2 separate regions of the Mus musculus genome follow, and region 2 is linked to region 1. The links are chromatin contacts, called in public Hi-C maps. All regions are on one chromosome and are shown on one strand. The core of a region is the stretch at or near the end of the contact, and the rest is flanking DNA. Distances in the headings are between cores, read along the strand shown.

Evidence for each region. A called contact is a pair of places that touch in the nucleus more often than the background predicts.
Region 2: a contact with region 1 is called in a Hi-C map of Kupffer cells, with 4 times the contacts expected there. The contact joins two enhancer-like sites. A contact is called at or near these places in 8 of 39 promoter capture datasets (the C10 cell line, embryonic stem cells, frontonasal cranial neural crest and 3 more), 2 of 15 datasets of contacts at CTCF or cohesin (large pre-B cells and pro-B cells), 37 of 484 Hi-C or Micro-C datasets (B cells, the Ba/F3 cell line, the C10 cell line and 19 more), 12 of 115 datasets of contacts at active chromatin or transcription factors (the 230-238 cell line, bone marrow-derived dendritic cells, cardiomyocytes and 8 more) and 3 of 9 other capture datasets (adipose tissue, embryonic stem cells and liver).

What each region holds. Positions count from the first base shown.
Region 1 is chr5:104,985,529-104,988,379 of GRCm38.p6, reverse strand. No RefSeq gene overlaps it. Among named protein-coding and RNA genes, the nearest start is that of Abcg3, 4.2 kb to the right of the region's middle. Within about 2 kb of position 1,494, at least 12 of the 459 cell types and tissues checked have an H3K27ac peak or open chromatin away from gene starts, as enhancers often do. A contact at or near this core is called in CD8 T cells, Kupffer cells and regulatory T cells, where this site is marked.
Region 2 is chr5:105,150,828-105,153,678 of GRCm38.p6, reverse strand. No RefSeq gene overlaps it. Among named protein-coding and RNA genes, the nearest start is that of Gbp4, 13 kb to the right of the region's middle. Within about 2 kb of position 1,513, at least 14 of the 459 cell types and tissues checked have an H3K27ac peak or open chromatin away from gene starts, as enhancers often do. A contact at or near this core is called in CD8 T cells, Kupffer cells and regulatory T cells, where this site is marked.

The DNA of each region.
Region 1 (2,851 bases), core at 245-2,744:
TGGACTTGGTACATTCTAATCCAGGCCTAGAGTGTTTTCAGCCTCTAAGACTTACTGCTGAATAAGCTCACCCTTTCCTGTTCTTTCTGAGCTCTGACTGGCTGCTCAACTCAGCTGTTCTGGCTCAAACTCCTCTCCAAGCTGAGTGATTCAATCTGGCTTCTCTCTCAGCCTCTGACTTTTTGCTCTTCTTGGCCTCAAACTAAAGGTTGAAACACAAAGCAGGGCGGGGGGAGCTGCAGAGTGAACCATTGTGTTTTCACAGGAAGGATTAAACAAGGGAGTGCCCCTTGGAGACTGGGCCATGTCCAGGCACCTAGCTTCAGGGTCCTTAATTTATTCTCCTAGACATTTGGTGCAGAACTCAGAGTGATAAAGGGACAAAGGAGCAGGTCAGCAGCATGGAGGTAAACTGGTACCTTAATTCTACTTCAGTGAACTCTCCCCCTATTCATCTGTTGGGTCAGCACGGCCACCCATTTGCAGGCTCAGGTAGAATGCACACAGAGTCCACACCAGGACTGGGAAGAAGTTCATGTCAGCAGGTTCTTGGATTCCACTAAGGTTAGGGGAGTCTCTGGTCTGGAGCAAAGCAGGGATGTGTCCAGTTCTTGTCAGTTGAGTGGCACTGCTGAGACAGGATTGAGGGGAACTGCAGGAGCAAGGCTGCCTCTAACAATTGGTATCTCCAACTTCAACCCTCTTCAGATTGAGAGGATCTTGAACAAACCTGGCTTAAAATATAAGCCTGCAGTTAACCAGATCAAGTGCCACTCATACCTAACTCAGGAGAAGTCGATTGAGTACGGCCATTGCAAAGGCATCATGGTGACTACATACAGTCCCCCTTGGTTCTCCTGATAGGCCCTGGGCCAAGCCTGAAGACCCTTCTCTCCTGGAGGATCCAGGATCAAGGCAATTGCAGCCAAGTGCAATAAAACTGCAGCCCAGATAGTGATCCTGTTCCCCATTCAGAAGAACTTGGTAGTGATCCCCAATTCTGTGACTCCAGAGCATATTGCTGAGAACTTTAAGGTCTTTGGCATTGAGCTGAGCAGCAAGGATATGACCACTCTACTCAGCTACAACAGGAACTGGAGGATGTGTGCCTTGATGAGCTGTGCAAAACCCAAGGATTACCCCTCCATGCAGAAGTCTAAAGCTGCGGCAGACAGATCCCTGCTCCTCCCCAAGTGACAATAATTCCTCTTACAAATCTCAGGTGTCATCTTTCTCTAATTATTTGACAACTAATAAAAACATAATTAATTCTAAATGTTCAATCAAGATCACTTGGGAGCTACACCTCTAGATTACTAGGTTTCCAACGGTAAAGAAAAAAACACAACAGATATTTTCTGTTTGAGAAGTTATTCCTGGGGAGAAATATTTTAAAAACTGTAATTCTGGGAAATTGGGCAGAAGTGAAAGTAGTTACTGTAAGTGAGGAGCATACTGCCTCCTAGTGGTGACTTCTCCTGCTCTGCTTTAGTCATTTCTCTGAGAAGGTTCCTCCTTTAAACAAGCTTGCCAGCTATTTGAGACTGTCTTGGGAAGTATGGCACAGTTTCCCTGATTTCTTTCCCAGATCATTTGCCATTGTGTATGGGAAGGCTACTAATCTTTGTGAATTAATGTTGAGTCCTGTCACTTTGTTGAAGTTGCCAGTCCTGTCTTCACATCATGCACTTCTATCCCCTGTATGTATTATTATTTTTTTTTATACAGGTCTACCTATAAGGATATTACACCGACCCTTATAAATCCGCTGTAAGTTGAAAGTATTGACAGTTTACAAATGCATTTAACATACCTAAGCACTAGACAACTGAAGGCAATAACTTGCAGCACAATGAAATGTGTCACTCAATTGTCTTTCTGATCACGTGACTGACTGGGAGCCACAACTTATTGCAGCCGCTCAACACAGCAAATATCAAAATTCACAGTTCAGAGTGCAGCCTGGTGTGGTGGTACAAGCTTGTAGGAGCTACAGAGTAAGGATTAAGGCGTAAGGACCATGAGTTTGAGAACAACCTGGACTACAGAGCAACTCACTGGTTTTAGTCCATGAAGATCCTGCTCAAACATACAAACAAGCAAGCAAGCAACAACAACAACAAAAACACACTTTTAAAAAGTGAAAGTACAGTTTCTAAAAAGTATACATGGCCATAACATCATCTTGAAATTGAGAAATGGCTGAGTCAACCATCACAAGCCAGGGACTCTCTGTGTGATGGGTTTGCTTCTGTCCTAAGGACACATTTTTCACCAAGTATGAAAGCCAGTAAAATGGTTCTTATTCCTAAAAATTTTTACCGTGGGAGATGGTATATACAATCATGAAATTTATAGAAAATCACTTACCTTTAAGGCCATAAAGAAAGAATCTGCCTCTATACTGCTGGGGTTCAAGGTGTGTACAACCCTTCCCCGCATATGAGAATATTTAATAATAATTTAATAATAAATATTTAATAGTATATTAAATAGAGTATTTAATAGTAATTTAATAAAAAAGGGGAAAAATGAGGAAGATGTACCATAGGTCAGGTATGTTTCTGACATCCATCTATTTCAGCTTACTGTGAGTTAATAAGAATTATAGTTTGACAAATGTTTGTATATAAACATACCTGGATTGGTCTGGAAGATGGATCAGTGATTAAGACCACTGGCTGCTCTTCCTGAGGACCTGGATTTAATTCCCAGTACCAATATGGTGGCTCACAGCTTTCTCTAACTTAAGTTCTAGGGGATTTGACACCTTCTTCTGGGTTCAGTGGGTGCGCGCGCACACACACAGTGTGCACTTACATTCCTGTGGACAAACATCCAAATACATAAA
Region 2 (2,851 bases), core at 264-2,763, 170 kb before region 1:
AATGGTTTTGGAAGAGTGAAACTACAAGAGCTGAGTTGTCAGTATGCTGGGTTGGTCAATATGTGGATGCTGAAGCCACTGTAAATGGCAATAATAGTTATGGGAAGAAAAATGGAACAAGTCTAACGTCAATCACCAATGAGGAAAGGAAGAACACTGTCTTTACTGAGCATAATGTGAGGAAGGAGAATGGATATCTGCAATGACTGAGATACTTCAACAGGGAGAGGAGAAGAGCTGTGAACTGAGAAGGCAGAACAGGGGGGAATCCTATCACATGTTTAGATGGAAGGAAGGTAGCATTTACAGGGTTTGTATTAGATACTTTCTAGAAAGCAAAGCCATCAAAGGACCAAACATTTTCTATTGTGGCCAAGTCTACAAGAAATAAGTGTGTTAGTTGTGAGTATTTTCTCAAATGTACAGAGAAGGCAAATGTAAAAGATATATTATGACTTCAAACATTTCAGTCCTTAAAAACACAGGTGGTAGATACATTGTGTACCCCAGTGTATCTACTGAGATGTCAGAGCTCTCAAACATATACTCTCCATATCTCAGTATAACACACACGCACACACAAACACACACACACACACACACACACACACACACACACTTCCTGACCTGCTGGAGTGTTTAGCAGTGAGTATCTCCTACTGGAGTATGTCAGCTACTTTCTCAAAATATGAGGTAGGCAGATATCAAATCAAATTTTACTTTATTTTGTTATTATTCTATGGATATCAGGTCCAATTAAACATCTGTTGCCACCTCAAGACATAGATGTTACTTATAGAAGTTGAGGATATACTACCTGGCCAGTTTATTATATACATATATCTCAGATGATGGGATATATGTATATAATAAACTGAGTTATGCTACATGGGATGATAATGCCTCAACTGTCACTCATAGACAGTCTAAAATAAGATGTTTGATTACTAACTCAGGTTTAACATTTTAAATGGAATAAAACTGATTGCCACAGGCATTCACCAATACATTTGGAGTGCATTTGAATTCTTGAGAGTCGTGGCTGTTAGCAGAGATCCAGTACCATTGTGAGAAGTGTGATGGCAACCCTGGTTGCTGATGCGGGAAGTCTGGATCTTTAAATGAATTCTTGTTAGTAGACAGCAGGAATAGCAGCAGAGGCTGAGGCAAAGCCTGTCCCCTGGCCTGCAATTGTAGGACAAGTCCTGAAGCTTCAGTGAACTCTAGATAGAGGGAGAAGCCCTAGGCTTTGAGGTACTTTTTCTCAGGTTTAGTCAATGCCTGGTCAGTCTTTTTTTCCTGCAAAAAGTTATATGTTTTCATTCAGTCGTGGTCATGCACATGTATACACATGCCACAGGGTATGATGTTCCAGTCAGAAGACAGATTTCAGGATCACTTGGGTCCAGATTGTCTGAATGTGAACATATAAAGAAAGTAAGACTAAGCAGGAAACACTGCCCAAGCCTAAGCCTTCTGCAGATACTTGTCACAGGATTCTAGCAGTTCTGGGTACTGCTATAGTCTTTGCAGCCTGCTGCCTGCTCCTTTCTTCTGTAGTACAGATTTTGCTCAGCCTGGGCTCTTGTTTCTTTTGCTGTGGCTGCTGCTATTGTACTGATGGTGCTCTGTGGTTGGTTTGAGGAGCTCCAGTCTGTCTTCCAGCTGTCAGAAAGATGTTAGCAAGCTCAGGGTAGGACTACTGACTGCTTTTATCCCTGGCAGTGTACATAGCACTATGGGAGGAAATCCTCACAGGGAAGATTGCCACATTAGGGGAATTTCAAAAGCCCACCACCTAGATGAATATCTATAGGCAATCAATGCTGCTGAGAGGGAGAATCAGTGTTCTCCAAGCAGGATCCGGGTCTTAGATTATCTAGTCATTAGTGGTCAGCTCTAAATACATACACATACAGCAATACCAAATAGTCTCGATACATTACGTTCCCATGTGCACATGTACACAGATGTACCTTTATATCCCTTCAGAGAAAGGCATCCTGTTAAGTATCTATGGAAACTACTTCTAGTCATTTCTTGCAAATTTCTGAGGAAAAATTTGCTAAAAGTACGTGACTTTTTTTTTTTTTGACAGCATGCCTCAGTGATCAAAGTATGGCCTGACCAGAATATAATTTCCTCCCTCACTTGTTGGTGATTAGCAGCTATACTGACCTCCCTTGGATTGAAGTTTTGAATACAGTCGGTTAGTCTTCAAGATAAATTAGTAATTTCTTAGCAACAAGAATTGATGAGGTCTCAAGTCATTAGAAATAACACGTGATTTCAATATATTTGAACCACTGAGGTTTTTCATAATAATTGTACCAAAGTATCAGCTGAATACTTCCCGAGGTTGGGTCAAAACTACATTTGAAGCTAATTCTACCCATTTCAAACAATGCCCAATGTGCATATAGTCACCTTCACTATCATAGATATAGCCACAACAGAGCTATGTCTTACTTATATCCTATTAAGTGTCTTGAATGGCTGAATCTACATTAATTTTCTTTGGCATAGTTACTCCAGATTTCCTGTTTTATCTTGAGTGTGTTTTGCTGACTTTCTGTGTGAAAACATGAAGGTTCCTGAAATGGAAGAGCATGCAAATCCAACTCAGACAGAAAGTGGAAGTGTCAAGAGCCATTTGCCCAAGAGGTCAACTTCTAAGCTACTATTTGTTTTGCCAAATCAAAACTGAAGTCCATAGCAGACTCTGGAAAACCCTTTCATATCATGAAACCAATGACCTGACATCACTTCTGTGGGTGCTGGTGGATCACATTCTCCCTCGGGGATCTTTCAATATCTCATAGACCATAAATACTTGCTGGCTGCCTTAGGG